Regions from separate parts of the Sus scrofa genome. Here region 1 is linked to region 2. The links are chromatin contacts, called in public HiChIP or PLAC-seq maps. All regions are on one chromosome and are shown on one strand. The core of a region is the stretch at or near the end of the contact, and the rest is flanking DNA. Distances in the headings are between cores, read along the strand shown.

Evidence for each region. HiChIP or PLAC-seq counts read pairs in DNA pulled down with a chosen protein or histone mark.
Region 1: an H3K27ac HiChIP or PLAC-seq map of alveolar macrophages shows a contact between it and region 2. The contact joins the enhancer-like site here to the promoter of UBE2D2 in region 2. A contact is called at or near these places in 6 of 47 Hi-C or Micro-C datasets (alveolar macrophages, brain, embryonic fibroblasts and 3 more) and 1 of 2 datasets of contacts at active chromatin or transcription factors (alveolar macrophages).

The regions. Positions count from the first base shown.
Region 1 is chr2:141,429,264-141,435,960 of Sscrofa11.1, forward strand. The region is part of intron 1 of UBE2D2 (ubiquitin-conjugating enzyme E2 D2); the gene reads left to right. Among named protein-coding and RNA genes, the nearest start is that of UBE2D2, 35 kb to the left of the region's middle. Within about 2 kb of position 3,083, at least 1 of the 83 cell types and tissues checked has an H3K27ac peak or open chromatin away from gene starts, as enhancers often do. A contact at or near this core is called in alveolar macrophages, where this site is marked.
Region 2 is chr2:141,394,834-141,401,583 of Sscrofa11.1, forward strand. It overlaps UBE2D2 (ubiquitin-conjugating enzyme E2 D2), which reads left to right and starts at 3,104. Exons shown (of 7, transcript XM_005661722.3): 1 at 3,104-3,563.

The DNA.
Region 1 (6,697 bases), core at 1,833-4,332, 34 kb after region 2:
CCCCCTGGCAACCACAAGTCCCTTTACCATGTCCATAATCTGTTGCTGTTTTGTAGATAGGATCATCTGTGCCATAGTTTAGATTCCACATCCAGGTGATAACCTATAGTATTTGTCTTTCTCTTTCTGATTTCACTTAGTATGAGAATCTCTAGCTCTATCCTTGTTGCCACAAACAACATTATCTTAGTCTTTTTATGGCTGAGTAGTATTCCATTGCATATACGTACCACGTCTTTTTTTTTTTTTTTTTTTTTTTTGTCTTTTTGCCATTTTCTTGGACCGCTCTTGTGGCATATGGAGGTTCCCAGGCTAGGGATCGAATCGGAGCTGTAGCCGCCGGCCTACACCAGAGCCATAGCAACGTGGGATCTGAGCCGCGTCTGCGACCCACACCACAGCTCACGGCAACGCTGGATCCTTAACCCACAGAGCAAGGCCAGGGATCAGACCCGCAACCTGAAGGTTCCTAGTCAGATTCGTTAGCCACTGTGCCACAATGGGAACTCCAATCAATAACACATCTTCTTAATCCGTTCATCTGTCAATGGACATTTAGGTTGTTTCCATGTCTTGACTATTGTGAGTAGTGTTGCAATGAACTGAACACGGGTGCATTTATCTTTTTCAATGAAAGTTTTGTCTGTATATATACCCAGGAGTGGGATTGCTGGATCATATGGTAGTTCTATATTTAGTTTTCTGAAGTACCTTAATACTGTTTTCCATAGTGATTGTACCAATTTTACATTCCCACTAACACTGAAGGAGCATACCCCTTTCTCCACACTCTCTCCAGCATTTATTTGTTGACTTGTTAATCATGGCCATTCTGACCATTGTGAGGTGGTATCTCATAGTGGTTTGATTTGCATTTCTCTTACAATGATACTGAGCATTTTTTCATGTGCCTGTTAGCCATCCATGGAAAGAATTTTCTTTAAAATTTTTTTTTTTTTTTTTTTTTTGTCTTTTGTCGTTGTTGTTGTTGTTGTTGTTGCTATTTCTTGGGCTGCTCCCGCGGCATATGGAGATTCCCAGGCTAGGGGTTGAATCGGAGCTGTAGCCACCGGCCTATGCCAGAGCCACAGCAACGCGGGATCCGAGCCGCGTCTGCGACCTACACCACAGCTCACGGCAACGCCGGATCGTTAACCCACTGAGCAAGGGCAGGGACCGAACCCGCGACCTCATGGTTCCTAGTCGGATTCGTTAACCACTGCGCCACGACGGGAACTCCTAAAATTTTTTAAATTCTTTGATTTCCTTATTTTACTTTAGGATAATTAGGATTTCCTTTGTTACATGGAATTTTAGATCATATGTATTTATTTTTTATTTTGTATTTATTTTTTAGCATTTTCCAGGGCTGCTCCTGCGGCATATGGAGGTTCCCAGGCTAAGGGTCGAATCGGAGCTGTAGCTGCCGGCCTACGCCAGAGCCACAGCAACGCGGGATCCGAGCCACGTCTTCAACCTACACCACAGCTCAGGGCAACACCGGATCCTTAACCTACTGAACAAGGCCAGGGACCGAACCCTCAACCTCATGGTTCCTAGTCAGATTCGTTAACCACTGAGCCATGACAGGAACTCCCTTGATCATATGTAGTTTATAAATATAAGTACCTTGCTTAGCTTTACTTTCTAGGTTGTGGTATAAATATAAGCTTTCAGTGTTTGAAATTTTACAGTACAACAGATAGGATTATATAAATGACAAATTTTGCTAATATCTTTATATAGCATATCATTTCCCTTTTAAAAGATACCTGTTTCGGAGTTCCCGTCGTGGCGCAGTGGTTAACGAATCCGACTAGGAACCATGAGGTTGCGGGTTCGGTCCCTGCCCTTGCTCCGTGGGTTAACGATCCAGCGTTGCCGTGAGCTGTGGTGTAGGTTGCAGATGCGGCGGCTCGGATCCCGTGTTGCTGTGGCTCTGGCGTAGGCCGGTGGCTACAGCTCCGATTGGACCCCTAGCCTGGGAACTTCCGTATGCCGCGGAAGCGGCCCAAGAAATAGTTAAAAAGACAAAAAAAAAAAAAAAAAAAAAAAGATACCTGTTTCATGAGAAAAGTGGTTTTTTCCCCCTTTTTAATCTTGAGAAACTGTTTTAAGCCAGAAACATATCAGCTGTATATTTGATCACTGCTGAAAGCTATCAGCATTGTCACACAAATAGTGCTTGTAAGGATTTCCTGGAACTTGGCAAACGTAACTTTAAAAAAAAAAAAACTGTCTCTGAAAATTAATAGAAACATGTAATCTGCCTAGAAAGGGAATTTATGTTGTGGAAACCATATCTGAAAAGCTGCTCATACATGGGCTTTCTCTTGATGTAAACATTGTTTTAAAACACTTTGAACACAACATTATGAATGTATTTGATACCACTGAACTGTATTACATACTTAAAAATAGGTGAGATGGTACATTTTATGTTATGTGTCCTTTACCACATAAAGAAAAAAAAATACTGAAATAATTTATAGTCCAGATAGACAACAGATAGATAAAAGAAATAACTTAGGACAATATTAGCCATGTTGTGTAGATTTCTCTGTCATGCTTAAAAATGCTTTATTTAAAAAAATTTTTTTCGGGCTGCCCCCACAAAATGCAAAAGTTCCCTGGCCAGGGATTGAACCCAAACTGTGGCAGTGACCCAAGCCACAGCAGTGACAACACTGGATCCTTAACCTGCTAGACCACCAGAGAACTCCCCAAAATCTTTTATTCTAAATCAGTAATATTTCTTTGGGATAAAAGAATGTTCTTGGTTCCTTCAGATTTACTTCTGACTTTCCCACAGACATTAGGCATTTTGTGAGAATAAACTCTTGGTTGAGGAATGTAGCATTGGTTGAATGGGCTGAGAAAAGAGCAGAGCCTGGTTTTGTGTCCAAATAGTAGTGTTTTCTTTATGCAGGAATTCTTTAGAACCTTGAATTTTTTTTGGGAGGGGGGTCTTTTTAGGCCTCATCCTTTGCATATGGAAGTTCCCAGACTAGGGGTCAAATCAGAGCTGTAACCAAATCATGCTGTTTAGTTTAACTTCCTTGTTTTATAGATGTGAATGTTCTGATCTGAAGAAAGTGAGTGACTTGCTTCAAGTTACGTAAGAGCAGAATAATGAGAAAACATCAAATGATATTAAGACTTGGAAGAACTGGATTTGGCCTATTGCTCCTGCTCATATCAGCAAGAACATGTTATGGAATAATCTTAACAATTCTTATGGAAACTTATTTTCATTAACATAATTACACATGAAAATGGTTAGTTTCCAAAATTTACAGTATAATAACCTCTGCAGTTTTTTGGTAGGACCAGTTAGTAAAGGACACTTAGTTCCCACTGTGGTACAGTGGGATCAGCGGTGTCTTGGGAGCGCTGGGAAGCAGGTTCTATCCCTGGCCCAGCACAGTGGTTTAAGGATCCTGTGTAGCCATAGCTGCAGCTTTGGTCACAACTGCAGCTGGGGTCTGATCCCTGGCCGGACACTCCATATGCTGAGGGATAGCCAAAACAGAAAAAAAAAACCCTCACGGGGTTTGTTCGTTTGTTTTATAAACTTAGAAAAGAGCCATCCATTTATACATTCTAAAGAAGTTTCCTCTTTGATCATTGAAACACAACAGTTTAATAGCAAATAAGTTGTATGAAACATTAACTATAGAGTTAGTGATAAAATTATAATTAAAAAGGGATTCCCTTCAAGCACCAACATATTTCTCTGGTGGTAGCGAAGGAACTTATATCATCCCAGATTTCTGTAGCAGATGATAGTGAGGAAAGTCTTCTTGGACATTTAATGATTCTGGCAAGAAATGTGCTGCTGATCTGGGCCCAAAGAAGGGTTGTCGAATGACAGTAAATGAAGATTCACATGGAGGATAGTGTCTGTCATGTTCATTTTCATGTTCTTGGAGGTTGGTAGATGAATTGGCCTCCTGATGAAGCATGTTCTGGAAATAATTTTCCCTTCTCTAGGCAGTCATCAGGTTTTCAAGTTCCAGTGTTGAACGGTACACTTATTTTTGCCTGTATATATGGGTTGAGGAAATAATTTTTGAAACCCATACGTAATAAAAGGCATCAGTGTGTGGTTAAAAAAGGAGAGAGGGTACTTGTTAAATTGGGGAAGTGTTTTATCTAGAAAAACACAGGGGTATACAAGAATGTGTGTATAACCAGTATTTACCATTATAATAGTGAAATATAGGAAATAAAATTTCAGTCACCTAAAGAAGGCAAACATTGTTTAAACATCCACTAGCAAAAAATGGAGTTCCCGTCGTGGCGCAGTGGTTGACGAATCCGACTAGGAACCATGAGGTTGCGGGTTCGGTCCCTGCCCTTGCTCCGTGGGTTAACGATCCGACGTTGCTGTGATGTTGAGCTGTGGTGTAGGTTGCAGACGCGGCTCGGATCCTGCGTTGCTGTGGCTCTGGCGTAGGCCAGCGGCTACGGCTCTGATTGGACCCCTAGCCTGGGAACCTCCATATGCCGAGGGAGTGGTCCAAAGAAATGGCAAAAAGACCAAAAAAAAAAAAAAATCCACTAGCAAAATAAACAGTAGTAAAAAGGAAAAAACTAGATCTTGGTGGAAAAATGTCTTAATATGTTGAGGGAAAAGCGAAGTATACAATGTAACGCTTTTTGAATAAAAGTTTAGAAGTATGATAGGAGTTCCGGTGTAGCGCTGCGGGAAACAAACTCAACCTAGTATTCATGAGGACTTGGGTTTGATCCCTGACTTCACTCAGTGGCTTGAGGATCAGGCGTGGCTGCGGCTGTGGTGTAGGCTGGCAGCTATAGCTCCGATTTGACTCCTAACCTGGGAACTAAATAGGCTTTGGGTGAGGCCCTAAAAAGACAACAATAACAAAAAAGACTGTTAAGAGAATAATAAACACTATCTTTGCAGAACAGATGCTGACTCACAGACACTGAAAAACATGGTCTCTGGAGGAGACAGTTTGAGGGGTGGGGGGATGTGCTTGGGCTGTGGGATAGAAATCCTATGAAATCAGACTGTTAGGATCATTATACAACTACAGATGAGATAAAATCATTTGAGTAATAAAAAAATAAATAAATTTCTACCAAGCAAAACAAAGAATAAATAAATAAATAAAAATTAAAAAGTAAAAATATAGCACAGAAACCACACTGTATGAAATTGGAATGGTGAATCCAATTGAATAAACATTTGTCAAGTCTATCCAGTGTACAAAAGAATGAGTGAAGCTTAATGTGAACTTGGAATTTGGTTAATTATAATATACCTGTATTGTTTCATCAATTGTAACAAATGGACCACACCAATGCAAGCATAAAAATAGAGTATGGTATATATGTATATATGTGGCAGATGGGTGTGTGTGTGTGTGTGTAATTGAATATATATGTTACATATATGTGTAATAAGAGAATTAAAATGAATAACTCCTCTAGAAACCTCAATTTTTAAGTTACTTGAATTATTCTGCATTTGAAGATTAAAGCTTACTCTGCAAATAAATTAGAAAAATCTGAGTGAATAATGTCTTAGATGGAACTTTTAAGTAAGCTTTCAAGTAAGTATAAGAACAGGCTTTTTCTGTTAAAAGTTTTATATTCTTTAAGAAATAGTGTGTTTAGTGGTGGTGGCTGCTTTTAAAAATATAACAACACAGAATATAACAAAACCTCAGTTTTAATGGACTATATGTGGTTTTGTCTACTGATTGTTTTATCTTTAGATGATAGTAAAAATTGTAAAATCTTTATGATTTACATTACATATAATTTAAAGATTAAAAATGTTTATCTAGTTTTTTTAAAAAAGGGGAATAATAAACACTAAATTCAAGGTAATCATTACTTTGTAGAGAATGCACAGGAGACTTCTTAAAGATCCAGAGTTGGAGTTTCTGTTGTGGCCCAGCTGGGGTGCAGGTTTGATGCCCAGCACAGTGGGTTAAGAATCGGGTATTGGAGTTCCCATCGTGGCGCAGTGGTTAACGAACCTGACTAGGAGCCATGAGGTTGCGGGTTCGATCCCTGCCCTTGCTCAGCAGGTTAAGGATCCGGCGTTGCCCTGAGCTGTGGTGAAGGTTGAAGACGTGGCTTGGATCCCGCGTTGCTGTGGCTTTGGTGTAGGCCAGTGGCCACGGCTTCGATTCGACCCCTAGCCGGGGAACCTCCATATGCTGCAGGAGCGGCCCTCAAAAGGCAAATAAAGACAAAATTAAAAAAAGAATCAGGTATTAAAACGTAGGTCATGGGAGTTCCTGTCTTGGCTCAGCAGAAACGAATCTGACTAGTTTCCATGAGGATGTGGGTTCAGTCCCCGGCCTCACTTGGTGAGTTGGAGATCCGGCATTGCTGTGAGCTTTGGTGTAGATTGCAGACACGGTTCAGATCCTGCATTGCTGTGGCTGTGGTATAGCTGGCAGCTGCAGCTCCAATTCGACTCTTAGCCTGGGAACTTCTTTATGCTGTGTGTGCAGCCCTAAAAAGAAAGGAAAAAAAAGTAGGTCAGTTCTGTGGCTCGGATTCAGTCCCTGACCCGGGAACTCTGTATGCCAAGGTATGACCAAAAAAGATTCAGAATATAGCAGTGTGTGTTTGTTTTTACCACATCCATAGCAGGGGAAGTTCCTAAGCCAGGGATCCAAGCTGTGCCATAGCAGTGACCTGAGCCATGGCA
Region 2 (6,750 bases), core at 1,854-4,353:
GGTACCTCATTATGAGTTTAATTTGCATTTCCCTGATGACCTATAAATTCCAAAGTATTTGAAAATAACCCTTGGTCAAAGAATATATCATAGGAGAAATTAGAAATTTTTTTTTTTTTTTTTTTTTTTTAGGGCTGCACCTGCAGCATATGGAAGTTCCTGGGCTAGGGGTCAAATCAGAACTGCTGAGCCACAATAAGAATTCCTAGAAACCATTTTAAACTGAAGTAGAATGCAAACAAAGTATTACAGAATTGTAAGATATAGCCCAAAAAAGGTGCACTTTAAATGCTTTATTAGACAGTACTTATACTGGAAAAAAGAAAATGTTTAAACTTGGTTATCTAGGGGAGTAACTGTCCTGGCTCAGGGGAAACCAATCTGACTAGTATCCATGAGGACACAGGTTCCACCCCTGGCTTCAATCAGTGGGTTAAAGGATCTGGCGTTGCTGTGAGCTGTGGAATAGGTGGCAAACCCGGCTCAGATCCCGAGTTGCTGTGGCTGTGGTGTAGGATGGCATCCAAGGCAGTTCCCATTGGACCCCAGCCTGGGAACTTCCATATGCTTCGGGTGTGGCCCTAAAAAGTAAAAAAAAAAAAAAAAAAAAAAATTGTTGAATGATAGGAGTATAGTTGAGTTTTATTTCCTGCCTTTTGCTTATCTGTATCTCTTGCAACAAATACATATTGCTTTTTAATACAAAAAATTTTTTTCTTTTTTGCTTTTTAGGGCCACACTCGCAGCACATAGACATTGCCAGGGGCTAGGGGTCGAATTGGAGCTTTAGCTGCCGGACTACACCACAGCCACAGCAACGCCAGATCCGAGCCACGTCTGTGACCTACATCACAGCTCACAACAACGCTAGATCCTTGACCCACTGATCAAGGCCAGGGATCGAAACTGCACCCTCATGGATACCAGTCAGATTCGTTTCCACTGTGCCACAACCGGAATTCCCAAGAAAATTATTGCTGAAAAAAAATTTTTTTAAATCTGACCAACAGGCTTTTTTTTTTTTTTTTCCCCCCCGTCTTTTTTTGGGAAGTTCCCGGGCTAGGGGTCAAATCAGAACTGCAGCTGACGGCCTATATCTCAGCCACAACACCAGATCTGAGCTGTGTCTCCCACCTACACAGCTCACGGCAGTGCCGGATCTTTAACCCACTGAGCAAGGCCAGGGATTGAACCCATGTCCTCATGGATACTAGTCGGGTTCATTACCACTGAGCCACAACAGGAACTTTGCAACAGGCCTTTTTATACCTTTTCCATCACACTTCTTAGGAAGGAAAGATTTGGGACTGTGGTATATTTTTCTTCACCTCCAACCCAAAACATAACCCCCCGGGGCAACTGGATACAGCTTTTCCTTCCTTCAGCTCAGGAGTCCAGTGTGGCCCCGCCCAGTTGGGCCAGCCTCTACTTAGGATACAAGGCAGTACAAGTTATGCTGCTGGCCTTTTGTGTGCCTTTTGGCCAGATCCTCTCCTTAGGGGCGCTCCAGTTTCTCCTCTCTCAGTTCAAGAGTTAGAATCAATGATATTCAAGGCCCCTTTCAGACAGAGGAAAGAACACAGATTTAATCAGAAAATCTTGAGGAGAACTTGAGAATGTGGGCATGACCTCCCAGGAAAAAAACATGACCTCCCAGGAAAATATTCCTTACTGTTCTTCCATGTGTCTCCAGCCAGATAAAAAGCACCTCCCACCACAGGCCCTTTAAAAGCAGTGAGCCTTATAGTTTGCTGGTCCTGGTGCAGGGCTCCACACCCAATACACAGTGAACTTGCTTTCCGTTTCCATCCCTCCTAAAAACATCCCCAGAATAGTTTTTCTAAGTTTGCTTCTGATGGTGTTCTAAACACCAGGTTTTTGTTTTTTGAGTATAGTTGATTTATAACATGTTAATTTCTGCTGTACGACAGTGATTCAGTTACACGTATGTACATTCTTTTTCATATTCTTTACCGCTTGGGTGCATCACAGGATACTACATATAGTTCCCTGTGCTTTAGAGAAGGGCCTTTTTTAATTTTCTTTACTTTCTTTTAATGGCTACATCCAGGGCATATGGAAGTTCCCAGGCCAGGATTGAATGTGAGCCGTAGCCGCAACCTAACAGCAGCTGCGGTGAGGCGGGACCCTTTAACTCACCGTGCTGGGCTGGGGATAGAACGGCTCTTCCCCAGCAACCCCAGCCGCTGCAGTCGCGTTCTTCACCCGGTGCGCCACAATGGGAGCTCGGAACCTTATTGTTTATCCATCGTCTAAGTAATAGTTTGCATCTGCTAACCACAAACTCTCACTCCATCCCTCCCCCATTTCCCCTCCCACTTGACAACAAGGTTGGTTTTTAATTACTGGAGCACACACTGTGCAAGTTTTTTTCTGAGGTAACTGGTATATTGCCATAACAATTCACCAAGCAGAGCACCTCTCCTAGGGCTGACAAGCCAGTGGCTGAGAGACATTCAAGTTGTCACCCATGTCTTCCTTACAAAGACCATCTCAGGGCTGCCTGTGGCATGGTTGAAGAACCACACTCCTGCAGGTGCCCAGGATGTTACCACGCAGCTACCAGAGAGAGAATTCACGAGACTCTTGGCTTCAGGGAACTCCCAGCTTCGCCACCGTGGAGCTGTGTGACCTTGGACAAGTCCTTTCCTCCTTCTGGAAAGTTGTAATGGACCTAAAGGCTCTTCCTGGGTCAGCCTCCGCTATGTGGACGGCCAGGAGACCTAGAATACATTCGCCTTTAAAAAGCTTATTGATCTCAGATAACATATCTAAGAGGGAACCAGAGGCAAAGGACTCAGGGTCGCGGGCTACGAGCCTCGGCCGTCGAACGAGCCTCCACGACCCCGGCACAAATCTCGCGAGATCTTCTCCCGGCGTCGCGGCGTCATCCTCTCGGCGGCCGTGGCGGCGGCGGCGGCGGCAGCACGTAAGACACTCAGAGGGGCGGCCCGTATCCCTCCGCCGCCGGCGCGGCCCGGCCCTCCCTTCCCAGGCCCGCCAATCCCCGCTCTCCCGACCTGCCCCTCGGCCTGGGCCCACCCCGCACTCCTGCGGCCCCACCCCGGCGGCGCCACCCGCCCGCGCGTCCCTCGGTCCACCTGCGGCAGGCAGTCCCTCTGGCTGTCCGACCGGGAGGCGCCGGCCGAGCCCGAGGCTGGGCTCTTGCTTCCCGGCGGAGGGATCCGCGGCTGCTGAGGAGGCGGCGCTGAGCCTGGGAGGCAGAGGCAGCTACGGCGGCGGCGGCGGCGGTGGTGGTGGCGGCGGCGGCGGCGGCGGCGGCTCGGGCGGCAGCGCATAAAGGGGCCGCCGCCGGGTGATGCGGTGACCGCTGCGGCAGGCTCAGGAGCCGAGTGGGCCCCGGCCCTAAGTCTGTCCCGCCGGACCCGCGCTTCGGAGCTCCCCATCTTCTCCGGCCGGCCCGCGGTCACCGAGGCGGCCTCGCACCCCTCGCCCCTTCCCCGTCCCTCCCCTGCCCCCGTCCCCACCCCGGGGGCCGCCGCCACCCGCCTCCCACGATGGCTCTGAAGAGAATCCACAAGGTAAGCGGCCAGAGGTCGGCTGTGGGTTCGGGCCGCTGGGCCTGCCAGCTGAGCAGGCTGCGGCCTGCACTTCCCGCCGTCGTCTCCGCTGGGCTCGCGGCCTCTTCGGACCCGGCTGCCGGCGATGGCCCTGCCGGGCGGCCTTCCTACCCCACTCCCAGTGATGGCGCCGGCGGAGGCCCCGGCGCGCTGACCACGCTTAGGCCGGAGGTATGCTCGCCGGCTCAGCGTTCCTTCCTGGCCTTCTTTCTAGGCCTCGCGTGCTGTGGAGTCCCAGGGCCTCTTCCCGGCCTGGGACTGCTGTGCTAGAGGGCCATTGTCCGGCTGTGCCGAGAGCGGGTGCTGGGACTGGGGCGTTGGGCGGCCCCGTCGACGGAGGTCGAAAGGGCTCCATGCCCCTTCCCTGCCCGGCACCTCGTACCCCCACCTCCGCAGAACCGCCTGAGCTTGGAGCCCGTGTCTCAGGCGGACTGAGGAAGCCTTTTTGTCCGATCCACAAGTATTTTTTGAGTTCACTTGCCTTTTAGCGGCCGCACTCTTCACGTCCACTCTGCTCGTCCAGACACTTAGAGTAGGAAGTTCAGAAGGAAAGTAACGTGATTTTTATGAAGGAGGAGGGAAGTCGAGGGAGAAGCGTTTTTAATTCCTTGAGGTTACCAAATGTAAATGTAGAAACTACCACTTCCGTCGGCTGGAATGGATTTAACAGGAAAGCTGTTAAATTGTGAAGAGAAGAGGTAGAAACCTGAACGTTGGAAACCGCTGGAGAAAATGACACAAAGGTTGCTGTTATAGTCTCTTCGCAAGGTGGTTTTTAACGCTTAAATTAGGTGATATGTTCGGGGAGAGCCTTTTAATGTAGAAGGGATTTTGCTAGATTTTTCCCATAGAAAGTATTTATTTGCCCTTTAAGGTGACGAGTTATTCGTTTAGGTGTCTTAACAGAGGTTTTCCTAATCCTGCTTCCAGAGTAACAGTGCTTCTGTGCTTGGCTTAAAGTTTAGGATTTTTTCCCCTTTCTCTCTAATATTGTAACCTGCTGGTAACTCTCACTGTCATTCCCCCCCACCCCCCTTAGAAGTGGAAAAGCGCTTTTTGTTTGGTGTTTCACTTGTTTACTTGGAGAAGCTGTATTAAACCTCTAGCAGTAAGAAGTAGATCCTGGGATTATCCATCCTGAAGGATGGGATGGAGTTGCAAGAGGAAGAGAACCAATTTTCATCTTGCCTTAAACTCAGTGAAAATGCAGATTTGGACAATTTAAACACAGCTCAGCCGTTGATCCTCACTTCATTCTTGATCAAAACCCATTAATGTGGAATTAATCCCAGTGGTTTCTGTAAATTAGGTTAGATCCTCACCAATTTCTCTGGACTTTGATTTTTATCAAGTGAAAAAGGGCAGACTTTAGACAGAGTACTTGTACTAAAATGAAGTGGGTTATTCGTTAAAACAAGCTTGAACCTTAAGCAACGATCTCTTAACCATTTAAGGGACCAGGAGCACACTGAGGACAGGTGATCCAAGTAAATACTGTATATGCATTTTTAAGGCTTTAAAGAGTTAATAGGTTCCTAAAGACTAATTGAGAAGTTCTCAACTTGAGGTTATACCTGTAAAAGATTGAAGAGGAGTGCGTATGACGTGTGATAGTCTACAGATCAAGAAATGTAGCCTTGAATCTCTACTCTGATTGATATATATGTTATGAAGGTTTTTTCAGAGAAGGAAATAGCACTCAAAACATGGCATCTTAATCTTCTCATGTCCTTGCCTCCAGTAATACTTCTTTTGAGATACCACATATTCTCTAGATTTTTCTCGAAAAGGTGACCTTGTTAAAATTTTAATAAGAAAATTAAGTGCAGACAGTAATTTGAACTTTTAAAATTTAGTATTAACGTTTTTTCACCTAGTTTATAACCTAGAACGCTCCTCCAAAGTATGACTCAACTTCTGAGACTACCATGGATTAGAAAAAAATAAAATTTTTTTTTGGTATACATACTAGTCAATAAGATTGTGAAAACAGAAATTAACCTGCTGCACCACAAGAGGACTTCCCAAACTGTTTGTATAGCATGAATTTTAAATGGAATTTATAGACTTAACCTATGTGTGGATAAGACCAGTCCTTTGTTACCCTCAGCCCTGGTAATGTGTCTGTGATGGAATCCCCACAAGACAGACTTGGCTTATATACTTGGTCTTGGCCTTGAACCTTCCCAGGTAGAATTCTCTGAAAAAATAGTTCTGCTTAATTACCTCCACTTCAAATATCATGGACTACTGCATCTGGGTTCTAATAAAATTTTTACCAAGAACAAATATTTTTGAAATGTGGCATCTTTAAGAATTCAGTATCTTTGACCAAGAGAAGTAGTGTTCTGTGAATCTGACTGTCCTTTAAATGCCATGACTTTTTTTTTTTTGTATGGGGGTCGGGTGTTGGGCTGTGCCCACAGCATGTGGACGTTTCTAGGCTAGGGATCAAACCTGGGGCATAGTGACGCAGGCCGCTGCAGTGACAATGCCAGATCCTTAACCTGCTGTGCCATAAGGGAACTCCTAAATGTCATGACTTTTTTGGAAAAAGCTTTGATGGGTTTTATTTTCATATGTACTTTAAGGTCAGCTGTGCTATGTTTTAACAGAGTATATAGAAAATTCATTATAGTTCTATGCAGGGATGGAGGCTTTTGGGGATTGTATCTACACCAAATGGCCCCAGCCTACTAAGTTTTGAGGTTTTCTGCTGACATTATAGGTCTTTAGCTTTGGTTTTGATGCTTTGAGTGTCTGCCTCTAGCAGCACCACCCCCAGCCCTTTTACAGTTGGCTGCCTCTCATCTATTGTGGGCAGGGAAACCAGATCACTGAGCTTATTAAAATTATGTCTAAAATAAGATCCAGTAGGCTCTGAGTGAAGAGGGCTTCATGTGTTCTGTGAACTGTGGTCTATTTGACTGATCAGAGACCTTTTTTGCTTCCTGTTTTTCTTCTTTACTTTTGTTATACAGATGCAGGAGCCTTTTTGTTGCTCTTAGAGTGCCAGGATATTGAAATATAGGGTTCATTTCTTTATTTTGAGGAAGAGTAACGAATATCATGATTCTTTGAGGAGTCGAAGACAGAGCAAAGTTAGGATACTAAAAGCTCTTAACCATAACAGTGCCGTGTACATTTT